Linked DNA regions of Arachis hypogaea: all the other regions are linked to region 1. The links are chromatin contacts, called in public Hi-C maps. All regions are on one chromosome and are shown on one strand. Each heading gives the region's core, a stretch centred on a gene start, on an enhancer-like site or on the middle of the called end of the contact. The rest is flanking DNA. Distances are from core to core; before and after follow the strand shown. Region 1 holds the start of LOC112772809 (protein FAR1-RELATED SEQUENCE 5-like). Region 2 holds the start of LOC112770944. Region 3 holds the start of LOC112771751 (cytochrome P450 71A1-like).

The links. A called contact is a pair of places that touch in the nucleus more often than the background predicts.
Region 2: a Hi-C map of leaf shows a contact between it and region 1, with 4 times the contacts expected there. The contact joins the promoter of LOC112770944 here to the promoter of LOC112772809 in region 1. A contact is called at or near these places in 4 of 8 Hi-C or Micro-C datasets (leaf and an unstated tissue).
Region 3: a Hi-C map of leaf shows a contact between it and region 1, with 2.8 times the contacts expected there. The contact joins the promoter of LOC112771751 here to the promoter of LOC112772809 in region 1. A contact is called at or near these places in 2 of 8 Hi-C or Micro-C datasets (both in leaf).

The regions. Positions count from the first base shown.
Region 1 is chr18:115,749,160-115,753,280 of arahy.Tifrunner.gnm2.J5K5, reverse strand. LOC112772809 (protein FAR1-RELATED SEQUENCE 5-like) reads right to left here and starts at 1,710. Exons shown (of 4, transcript XM_072223923.1): 1 at 1,436-1,710.
Region 2 is chr18:115,969,272-115,973,392 of arahy.Tifrunner.gnm2.J5K5, reverse strand. It overlaps LOC112770944, which reads left to right and starts at 1,757. Exons shown (of 7, transcript XR_011875816.1): 1 at 1,757-2,405; 2 at 2,839-3,215; 3 at 3,361-3,505.
Region 3 is chr18:115,566,229-115,570,349 of arahy.Tifrunner.gnm2.J5K5, reverse strand. LOC112771751 (cytochrome P450 71A1-like) reads left to right here and starts at 2,137. Exons shown (of 2, transcript XM_025816562.2): 1 at 2,137-3,164; 2 at 3,881-4,121. The coding sequence starts at 2,148.

The DNA.
Region 1 (4,121 bases), core at 461-2,960:
CAATGGATCAATGGCTTCTTAAACCATAACAACGAAAAGTACAAAATAAAATTCGAACACAAATAGTTCATCTGGCGTAAGTTCTCTCGCTCTGCCACCGGGACAGATCCATGAATGCGGTCACCAGCTTCTTCCTCCTCTGCCATCATCACAATGCGCTTACTACCGTTGCTGCAAGTACACCCTTCTACAATGAATCCCTAAATGTCTTAACCCTAAGGCTCCATTTATCACTGTAACCTCTTTATTTTTCCTTTGTACCATCCAGAGTGAAAGGGAAACAGAAATTCAATACTACTCCTAATACAATATCCAAACATATTGCTACAAAGAATGCCATTTGGGCCCATGATATTATTACTATTAATATTTTTGCATTTTCATTTTCTTACGAGGCCCATACTATTGCATTATTATTTGAATTAACGATGATAAAAGATCATTCAAAGGTATGTTGTTCTATCTTTTTGGCCTAAGCCATTACACGGAGTTGACTTTTTGGTCCAACCTCCCCCAAAAGTTGTTCTATCTTTTTTTTCCCTTGACAATAAACCCGAAGCCCATCAGTAATGCCACAAACGGCCATATTCACAAAAAAGTCCAACCCAAACATCTAATCATCATTAACCATAACTTCAGCTTAACACAATACTCCATCTAATGTCAACAGCATCCTGTCTGCGCATATTGCACCCAACACCACACCCGTCCTTCTCTCCCTCATGACAACTCATTTCAGCAGCTGCTGAAATTTTAGGCACTTAGCGCCGTAGAACTATCCAATTTGTTAACAGTTTATATAACAATTGTTTTTGGCTCTCAGATATCATGATCACTTATGTCACCAAAGTATTTCAACAGTGTTAGCGTAAGCATTATCCAAATTTTGACTTGGTGAACTTTCCAAAAGATGGTGTATATCAATTTTTAAAATATCTTTAATTTGATTATGTTATCAAGATACATATTTTCTTCTATAAGGTTCTACATAACACATTGAACAAAGCACAAAAGCTTAGAATGAAAAGCAGATGATGTTTCATTGTTCCTTAAAGCAAATAATTTAACAAAGCACAGAAACAAGTTTCAAGCTAATAAAAGAGTTTGTTAATATGTTTGAAAAAGAGATATGTCAATGATTGAACAAATATATAGATAAAAAAATAAGCATTCAAACAATTTATCAAATACGTGTTATGCAAATCAGTAAAGCACCAACCGAGAGCATATTTATAAATCAAAACCGCGAAACGAATGCAAATTTGTATACATGCATGTAAGAAAAAAATCGAAGGAATTTCATGAAGAATTTACCCCCAATTTCTGCTAACAAAGAGAAAATCAAAACCTAGCATTAAAGAAATAGAAGTAGTAACAATTAGCAAATACAAAATATGAGTAATTAAAAGAAGAGAATACAGATTTGTATATAAACCTAGTTCAACGAAGATGGAGAAGGAGAAGCTTCATAGAGCACAACATGGTGGAGCAGGAAACTTTGATGGAGGAGATTGCAGCTGGAAAAAAAACATTGATGGAGGAGCTTGCCGCCAAAGGAGAACGTCGTGGATGAGATCGTAGATCTCACGCTGCGATGGAGTTTCTTCTTGGTTCTCAAATTGCAATGGAGTTTCGATAGATTGAGTAGCACAGCGTTTATTAGTGAAATACAAGAGTTAGTTTTTATGTTAGTGAAGCAGATAATGAGATACTGGCATTTAAAACTACCAAATTCACTAAAAACCGCCGCTTTACACAAGCAAATTATGGCAGCTACACAAACCGCCTCAATTTATGAATATAACAGTAGTATTTTAAAATTGCCATTATGTTGATACAATTTTATACCGTTTTTTTTTTTGTAGTGATAGCCCACAAACTGAGGATCGTTATTTTGTTGTGTGTTGATCTTGGAAAAAAATCACGAACTGAGGATCGTTGTTTTGTTGTGTGATGGTCTCGGGGACGCCCACAAACTGAGAATCGTTGTTTCCCCTTATTTGTATATTATGGCGTCGAGCTTTGCGCCAACTGCCGGTAGTCACGAAGGAGTGGTATTCTTAACCACCGACACATATGCATGAAGAACACAATAGAAAACCATATCTAGGACTAGTTCCTAGGTAATGTCAGGCTGCAGGGTGTAAACCAACATGTGAGCTCATGACCTGCTTAGGACAAACATGCATCATAATGTTTGCGCATTTGCATTTGGTTGTGTTTGCTTATTTTATTTTTCTGTGATTGTGTTGTTTGTCTTATTATAACTTATTTATGTGTTGAATTGGGTCTCTTACTTGTATTATTAATTTATGTATTGAGGTGACAAAGAACTGATGTTGTGATTGAAAGTTAATTATGTGGCTGAGAGATGGTTAATATGACTAATTTTGTGATTGAGATTTGTTTTAAGATTAGAAATTTAAAAAATATAATTAATTATCTAAAGTAAAATTAAGTATTTTCAAAGATTTGATAAAACAGTTTTCTTGAGTAAGTTAATTATTTGCATTTGATTCATTACTTTTACAGCATTCTCATTCTCTACTAAGAACAAGTGGTTTGTTCTTACCCCAAAAATTTTCACCCTTTCAATGACACAGGTTTGAAGACTCAATATGGAGCTGCGGACGAGTAGTTAATTTTATTTATGATTCAGTTGCTTTTATAGAGTCCCCTCACTCTTATTTCTTATGCTTTTACTTTATACAGAGGGATATGTGTTGTATCTGAGTTTTATTTGATTTTTTGTATAACTTTTATTATTATTAGTATTTATGTAATTATTATTACTCGGAGATCTTTGATATATGATTTTAATAAATAAAAACAAAACTTTCTGCAGTTTTCCTGAAGGTTGGAATGTGATATCGATGGAAAGACTTAATATTAAATAGATAATAAAAGAAAACAGGTTAGTAACACCTTACTTTTAGTGCAATTATGACGCGCTAGAAGTTGGGTCGTTACAGATAACATACGTAAGCGCGTCGAAATAAGTAGATAATTAAAAGTTTGAAGAAAGAATAAGAGTAAAGAGATATATATAAGTATATATAAATATCTACTAGTCTCGACCCATGAAGATTAGGCCGGCTAGAGGTACAACAGTAAAACAATTTGACATACATATCCTATCTCTCAAAAAATACATCATAAGCCTCTAAAAGTAAGTCTTTTAAAATAAATACATCATATAAGTATTTCCAAAAGAATGAGAGAATCTAAAATCAAAACAAAAACAGAAGTCTTCTTTGCCATCTTCTAGATAAAATTTTCGCTCACTAAAGAGTGTCGGGACCTGCATCTAAAAAACAGAAATAATATATGGGTGAGAAACCAAACCACCAGGTTCCCAATAGGGTAAAAGTGCCGAATCAATACAATATAAGATAACAGGAACTCTCAAGGCAATTTTAATATCCATAGTTTCATTGATCCAAGCCTAGGATTCTCACTAAACTAGAAAATGGCAACTTGTCTAAGGATTCTAATCTATCTTTTTATTCTCAGTTTTCCACAAACCTCCAAATCACCACATCAGAAACAACCTCAGCGTCACTACTGCCGGTATAAGGGATCTCTCAGTTATTCAAACACATACAAAACAATACAAAGAATACACAAATAAAGAGAATAGATAAGGCAATTAGATCAAATAGCATATGGATACAATTATTCTGCAAGGCAAGCCAAAGACAAGATGCACACTCAATCAATATATACAAATACAAATGATGCATACCTGCCCTACGGCCAATGAGCTCATCTGTTGGTTATAAGCCAAAACCCGACATGCCCAGTAGTGAGCCCTGGACAATTTCACAGTGCACGCATCCCAAGAGGTATTCATATTCATCAACTTCTCTTGGGAGAATCATCCGGGAAGGTTTAAGTGCCTGGCAACATCTTGCGACGGAGGGTCAACAAAGTGTCTCAAATCTCAACCCGGAGTAAGTGGGACAAACTATAACCCTTGCATCTACCCAAGTGGTTTCAATCTTAACCCAGAGCAAGTGGAGCGAAGCACAACCCTTGCATCTACCCAGGGAGTTCTAATCTCAATCTGAATTAAGTGGGACAAACCACATTCCTTGTATCTACCCAGTGAGTTTCAATAT
Region 2 (4,121 bases), core at 508-3,007, 220 kb before region 1:
ATTTTTGTGTTGTTTTCAGTGTCGAAAAATGTTACAAATGAATGATGTATTTGGTGTTCTTGTTTTCCATCATGGGAAATACTTTCTAAGGACAAATTTTTGGTGCTATGACCTACTGTATGTTATGTTATTTTATTAAGATTGTAATCTTTTTAACTTATTATATCTTATGTTTGGATGTTTAATAAACCAAAACATTTAATGAAATTCACATAGTTAGACCATCAGCAAAATATTATATAGCCATTTAAACACACTATATAACAACAACAAAATATTATCATTCATTAATGGATAAACATAACTAAATTCTGTGAACTCAAACTATAGTTCATCACAATAAGTCAACAACAATGCATAGCTTCTTTAATTGACTATTTTTCAAGACTTAATTACAACAACAGCAACACAAGTTACTAGCAAACACACAAGAATAATCAACAAATTAGTTTTTTTTTTCTTCCTTTGTAAATAAACAAGCTTCCTTTCTAACTTAATCAATCTTTACATAACCATCTTACCTTAAAGAAGGGGCACCCAAAAAACAACCGATTGGAGTTAGTTGGCGTCCTGAACTTGTACAATTTATCATACACTCCACATTTGCATATTGGAGCAATGTCATCCTTCTCGTCTCCATCTTCCATGCAATGAATATTAGACTGCAATCGGACTCGTTGCGTGCTCGAAGAACCTCCTTCACTGGCAATAGAACACAATTTTAAACAAAAAAAAAATCCTCTAACTATAGGGCTGCAATGGCGTCTGGCCCCAATTTGAAGAGTTAGGGCAGCTCCCAGAATGACATTGTTTTGGGAGCATAAGGACCTAGTTGTCCTCTAACCTTATGGAAAGATGACGCATCGACAACATAACGAATACATCACTCTATAATAAACACATGGGTGCCACATCAGACATATTCGTTTGATGTTAGAAAGCTGATTAAATGGAAGAATCCATATATCAAGCGTTTTGAGTGGTCAATGATATTTTCATATTTTCAAATCGTGAAAGACTAAAATATCTTCGAATAAAAAGTTCAAGAACCTATTTATTTTTTTCTCTTTCACTATGTTTGGATTAAGGGAAAATAAGAGAAAAGAAAAGTGGTGGAAAGAAAATGAGTGGAAATTTTTATTTTCTTTTGTTTGGATACCAAAGAAAATGGGAAGAAAAGAAAATTTTGGTGTGGGTCCCACAAAATTTTTTTCTCTCCATTAGAAGCAAGAAAACAAGAAGGATAATGTTACTTTTGGTATATTTACAATACTACCCCTAATTCTATTATTATTAATAATTATTAATATAAATTTAGTTTTAATAGTTTTAATATATTATTATAATAAAGATTTATATTTAAACATTATATATGTATTAGATAAATAATTTATAAAATTATAATATTTTATAATATTCATAAAATACAATAAAACATAAATAAATAAAAATATTTATACTTTATTTTATTATAAGGGTATTAATGTAACTTTATATCATTATGATTTTCTTTCTTCTCACTTTTTTTCTCATCCAAACAAAAGAAAATATTTTTTCTATTTTCTTTCCATTTATTTTCTCTTCATCCAAACAACACACAAATAATTCTACTTTTCCTTCTATTTTCTTTCCTCTCATTTTCTTTCCTCTTATTTTCTTTCTTTCTATTTTCTTTCCTATATCCAAACAAAGCCTTTAAGAGTAATTTTCCAACACTTATTACTTTATAGTATGTTGATCCAATCAAAATTAATCCATATTTAGTTATTTACACGATGTTTTCATTTTTCTATCAAAATCTATCCAATGGTCTTGGATGAAAGTACATCGGAAGACAAATTGGATAACTTCATTGGAGTATCCGCTTTAACACAGAGGCCGAGAGGGAAGGTCGAAGGGAGTGGCGTGGAAGTGTTGGCGGTATTGTTATTGTTGCACGTAGGTAAGAGTCGTGGATAGCAGAGGAGAAGTGAGACCGTGAGAAAGGGAGGTTGAGAAGGAGGAGAGGCGAGCTCGAGAAAGAGGAAGAGTCGCCGGGAGAAACCGCCGCCGCCACTGTTGCTTGTTGTTTCAAAGCCACCATTTTGCCTCCGTCTCTGCCATTGTTGCTACCACGCCTGCCGTCCCTGTCTGCTGGAACTGCTGCCGCTGAAGTTGCCGGAACCACTGCCGATTCTGCTTCTGAACCTGCTCCAATGCCGTCACCTCTGCCTTCTCTCTTCCACCACCCCTATTTCACCGGATTCGGGCTGCATCGCTGGTTCTGTTCTGTCTTATTGGAGCTGCTGGCGTGAGTTGTAGTGGTAGCCGATGTCCATGTCACTGCTGAAACTGCCTGAGTTGTTGCTGCTTCTGCTAACTGCCTTTATCCCTAAAATTCTGTGACTATCAAATTAAGCTCTGAGGTAAGGTTTTTTGGTTAATTGTGATTAACTGATTATTGAGTGGATGATGCTGTTGATAATAGCTTTTTATGGTTTAACTGAGCTTAAAATGATGACACGTGGATGATCCACATGTTAATATTGGTTAGAGTGGGTAATCGATGTCTAGTGTTTTGAAAACCGGACCGAACTGGTCGGTTCGATCGGATTAACCGAAAACCGATCATCTGACCGGTCCGATTGACATCTAAAACCGTTTTGTAAAAACCGGTTAAAAACGGTCGAACCGACGTAACCGTTGAACCGATTGAACCGGCCGGGTTTTGAAAATGTTTGCGTGCTCTAATCTACACAAAACGGCGCTGTTTTGATAAAAAAAAAAAAAAACCTCAGTCCACCTTCAATCTTTCACAAACGCCCAAAGCCTCAAATTGACCAACCTAACCCCTATCAGAACAAAATCAACAAGCTTTTCAGCCCCCATCAGCTCCCGCCACTATCGGCGGTGACAACCAGTGATTGCCATCCTAGCTTCTCGAAGGTATTCTCTCCTCCCCGCGTCGTCAAGCCCGAGGGTGCCGTCAAGCCCGGTCCTATCCTCGTCGTCGTCGCCAGAAGGTCGTCAATCCCGGACCTGTCCTCGTCGTCGTCGAGCCCGAGGGTGCCGTCGTTGCCGCCGAACGTTTCTGTCGCTCGACGTCGCGAACATCTACTCAGCCCTGTTCTCCTCGCCGTCGTTCCAGTGTCTCCAGAAGCTTCCTTCCTCCAATAACAAGTTCACCTACAACTGCGACAACCACACCTTCAGCTTCCTCTTCAATAATGGCTTCAGTCGGTTCCTCTCTTTTTCTCTCTAGATCTGTTTTCCTCTGATTCAATTTTGTGTACATACGTATGCATTTTTGCTCAGATGATTGTTAGGGTGGAATTCTCATTGTGTTTGAGTGATTTGAAATGCTGCATTGTCGTTTTTCAGCTTACTGTGTTGTTGCGGATAAATCTGCTGGAAGGCAGGTTCCTATTGCGTTTCTGGAGCGAGTGAAGGATGATTTTTCCAAATATGGTGCCTCTGATAAGGCCGGTACTAATGCTGCCGCCAACAGCCTTAACAAGGAGTTTGGGTAATTTTGCTGTAATTGCTGTAATGGCTGAGGTTTTATTTTGCTGTAACTGCTGTATGTATATTTGTAATTTGTAATTTGGTTCTGTTTTGTCCCTTTGTTTTATGCTCGTTGAAGGTATGCTATGTTATAAGTTGTAACTGCAACTGAAACATGAAGTTGGGTTTTAGACTTTTCTTCTTTGAGGTTGTACCAATTTTTTAGAACTGTTTAGAAGGTTTGAATGTTAAAATAGAAGTTGGTCAATCATTGGTAAATCTCTTTCCTTTTAGGATTTTCAGGGGGCAGGGGATGGTTTGCTTTGCACATCTTGGAAAAATATTGCTGCTGAGATTGGTTCATAGCTATTTCTAATTAGTAATTTGGCATTAATTGAGTGAGTTTTGTCTAATTAAGCAATTGTTGACATTATTATTGATTGTTGGTGATTGTTGATGGAATGTGGATATAGTATTTTATGCCATGATTTGTTTTAGTTATAAATTTTGATGTTTGAATTTGAATGTAGAATTTTAATGATGAGATGAGATATAGTTTAGTTAGTGGGTGGGTTATGAAATTTTAAATTTTATTATTATATGAATGATTGAATTTAAATTTTAAAAGATTTATATTG
Region 3 (4,121 bases), core at 888-3,387, 180 kb after region 1:
CGTCTGGAGTGGCTCCTAGAGTGAGAGTGGGAGTGGCTTTGTTCTGAGATGTGTTGGTCGTGCTCCCTGCCTGCCAGCCGGCGTTCCAAGTCTTGCATCCTATGGCGTAGCTCTTGCATTATTCTGGCGTAGTTGTCGCCAGTTCCCCCGAAGGGGCGTCTCTCATGGGATTGTGTTGTGTGTCTCGGAGGGGACCTCGGATGTTGCTGGGAAGCAGTCGCAGCGGCGTCCCCTCCGGGCTCAGCCTCGCGGCCTGTTCCAGTTTGGACCAGTACGAAGTCCATGGATGATCCCCACAGACGGCACCAATGTTCGGTAGGTCGGATACCAGACGGGTCGGGTGAGTATCCCGGTCAATAGGGGAGAAATCGACTGGACGTACCTCTCCGGATTGGGGGGGGTAAGCGAGGTCCCGAGCTCTTTAGATGTGGAAGGGGGTGTCACCTGCAAAGACACTCCGACGCTCAAGTCAGTGGGATGTGCAGGCGAAAAGGGGGGTGATTGGTATGTGACGTACCTTGGGGGAAGGGTAGGTCCTTCCCCATATATACCGTGTCAGAGGTGGGCCCTGTAGGGACAGGCCCACCTTCTTCAAGGCCTCCCTTGCACAGCTGTGGCAAAGCTGTCAGGGACGCGTGTCCGGATCGGAATCTGAGCATCTCCCCCGACCGTTCGGGTCGGGTGCTGCTCGGGTCGGGCCGGCCCGTAAACTACTTGGGCCAGGCCGTAACAGATTCGTTCCGTAAGAATATTCACATTAGGATTCGCACATCCATAGGGGTATAAAACTACAAACATATATCATTAATGAAAAAACCAAAATTTTAACAGGTTAAGATAGAAAAACGGATATTAGACACAAAATTCTTTTATTCCCTATATATATTGTTATAGATATTATTCTTTTAAAATTTTTAATTTTTATATTTATCATTATTTTTTTTCATGAAATGAAGAAAGATATAGAGAGTATCTCATATACTTCGTAAAATAAGAAAGAAAACAACATGAATAAAAATTATATATAAAATAAAAGGGTAGATGTAACAAAAATAAAAAAAAATTAATTGATAATCATATTTTTGACCTATTTTTAACATGACAGTTATATTAATTATTATTTATTAGTAGAGTTAAAGATGAAAAAGTGAAAATTGGACACCAAACTTTTCTATTTCCTTTATCCTTTATATATTGTGATAGATTTTATGAAATGAATTGCGTAAGAATACACCAAGTCTACAAAGTTAGACACCAAATTTTAATAACTTTATATATTATTTGATTAAAGAGTACTCTATTATATGTAAATTTTTTTTAAAGTTAAACCATATACATTAAAAATATATAAACTGTGTATATTAATTTAATTAATTTTGTTAACAACCAATTATATTATTATGATGTTTGTTACTTGGACAGCTTCATTATTATGCACTTCCATTTTTAGATTTTTTAAAGATTAGAACATAGATATTAATCAAAATTGAATTTATAACAAAAATAAATTATCAGAATATATGTTAAGTTTTATATTACTTGAAATAAAATGAATCAATTTTAAACTGTGTGATGGGGTAAAACCATTTTTTTTATAAAAGAACAAAAAGAATTGAGTACATGATGGTAGTTTTTTACTAAAAGCTAATCCGTTTTTAAATTCAATCGTGAGACAAAGTCATTTTTTAATAAAAAAGAAATAAGAGTAAAATAAAAAAAAAATTAAAAACTAAATTTTCGTATCCCCTTTATATATTGGTATAAATAATTTACTAACAAAATTAAAAGTTCAAACAAAAACTACGAGGACAATAATAATAAAAAAAATTTTATGTAAAATTATTATTAAATGAAATTAATAGTTGAAAATTATTTAATTATAATATAATAAAATATATTAAATTATTTAATAATTTTTAATTATTATTTTTAATTAAAAAAAGTTACATATAAATTTTTACTAAAATAAATATTTATATATAATTATTTTTATATAAAATTTATAATTAAAAATTATTAAATAATAATTTAATCAAACTTATTAATTTATTTAACCATTTTTAAATATTAATTTCATGAGTTTCCACCTTTTACTTATATATATACATGGAGAGTTCCAACACGTGGTTTAATGTATATATATATATATGAAAACGGAGATTGAGGGAGAAAGAAGGAGGAGGCTAAGAATGGCAACTATTGTATCCATTATTCTAAAACAATTCCCATGTGATAAGTTTAACTCAACCCTCTACCTTTCAATAGTAGTTGCCATCATTATTAGCATCCTTCTTGTGATTAATCTAACTATCACAAGAAGAAGCAAATCAATTATAAATCTTCCACCATCACCACCAAAGTTACCATTCATTGGAAACCTTCACCAACTAGGAACACTGCCACACCGTTCTTTCCAAGAACTCTCCAACAAGCATGGCCCTCTCATGTTCCTTCAGTTAGGGCAAATCCCAGCATTAGTGGTTTCATCTGCAGATTTGGCCAAGGAAATCATCAAAAACCATGATCTTGTTTTCGCGAGCCGCCCTCGAACGACGGCCGGAAATATCTGTATCTATGGCTGCAAAGACATAGCGTTTGCGCCCTACAACGAAGCATGGAGACAGAAAAAAAAAGTTTGTGTTGTTAAACTTCTAAGTACCAAAAAAGTTAAATCGCTTCTCCCTGTAAGACAACATGAGGTTGCAAAACTTGTTGCTACCATCCAAGAAGCGTGCTCAAGAGAAGTCTCATCATCATCTTGTGTGATTAATCTTAGTGAGTTGTTGGTTGCTACATCGTACAACATCGTTTCAAGATGTGTTCTTGGACAAAACTTTGATTTCTCAGAAGTTAGTGGTCATGGAAGCTTTGGAGAGCTTGGCAGGAAGTTGGTGAGGCAATTCGGTGAGTTTTGTGTTGGTGATTTCTTCCCCTCATTGGGTTGGGTTGATGCTGTTAGAGGCTTGACTTCCAAGTTTAATGCCACTTCTGTAGCAGTAGATGCTTTCATGGAAGGAGTAATTGAAGAGCACAAGAAAAATAAGACGAACAATGATGATGATGATGATAGTAACAAAGACTTTGTGGCTATACTTCTTCATCTTCAAGAGATGGGTATGCTTGAATTTGAGTTCACTAGAGAAGATCTCAAAGCAATCCTAGTGGTTTGTTTCTTCTATCTTCCTTTCTCATAATATAGGATCAGCATAATATATAGAATGACTCATTTTGTGTTTTTAATTTGGGATGTTTTTGAAAGTAAACTTTTGTAAAATTGAATAAATTTTGAATTAATTATTTTACTTGAAATAAATCATAGAAAAATACTAGGAGCCATCAAAGTCATATACTTTAGAGTATATTATTTATCATTAATATTTGGAACGTAAGTTCTATATAAATACAATATTATTATAATGTTTACTTTAGAGTATATTAACATGCTTTAGAGTATGTTATTAATACTTTATATTGACATTTGATCCTATATTATTATAATGTTTACTTTATCATCTATAAATTTGTTCTATTGTTCGCCTTACTCTTTAAACTCTTTTCCTATTTTTAATTGCAACCCCGCTACGTAATGAACAAAAATTCTATCAATTTTTACTAACTCTTGCTTATAATTATGTTTAATAAAAATATTTTTATAGATGTGTCTAATAAAAATATTTTTTTTATGATTGTATTTAATAAAAATATTTTTATAAATATGTTTTTTGAATATATTTCTTTATATATGTGTCTTCTAGTGAAGATGTCTTTAATATTAATTATTATTAACAATAAGTTGGCAGATAGTATATTTATCTTTTAATAGATATTTAGTCATCAGTAGCGTATTATTTTAACCCATTATTTCATTTGGTTAATATAGGACATGTTTCTTGGAGCAACTGATTCTAGCTCCACCATTTTAGAGTGGACTTTTTCTGAGCTCCTTAAGAATAAGCCAAGTACCATGAAGAAAGTTCAAGAAGAGGTAAGACAAGTTGTGGGGAACAAATCAATGATAGATGAAAATGACATAAATCAAATGAACTATTTGAAGTGTGTGATCAAAGAAGTTCTTAGGCTACACCCACCTCTTCCTGTCTTAGTCCCTAGACAAACAACAT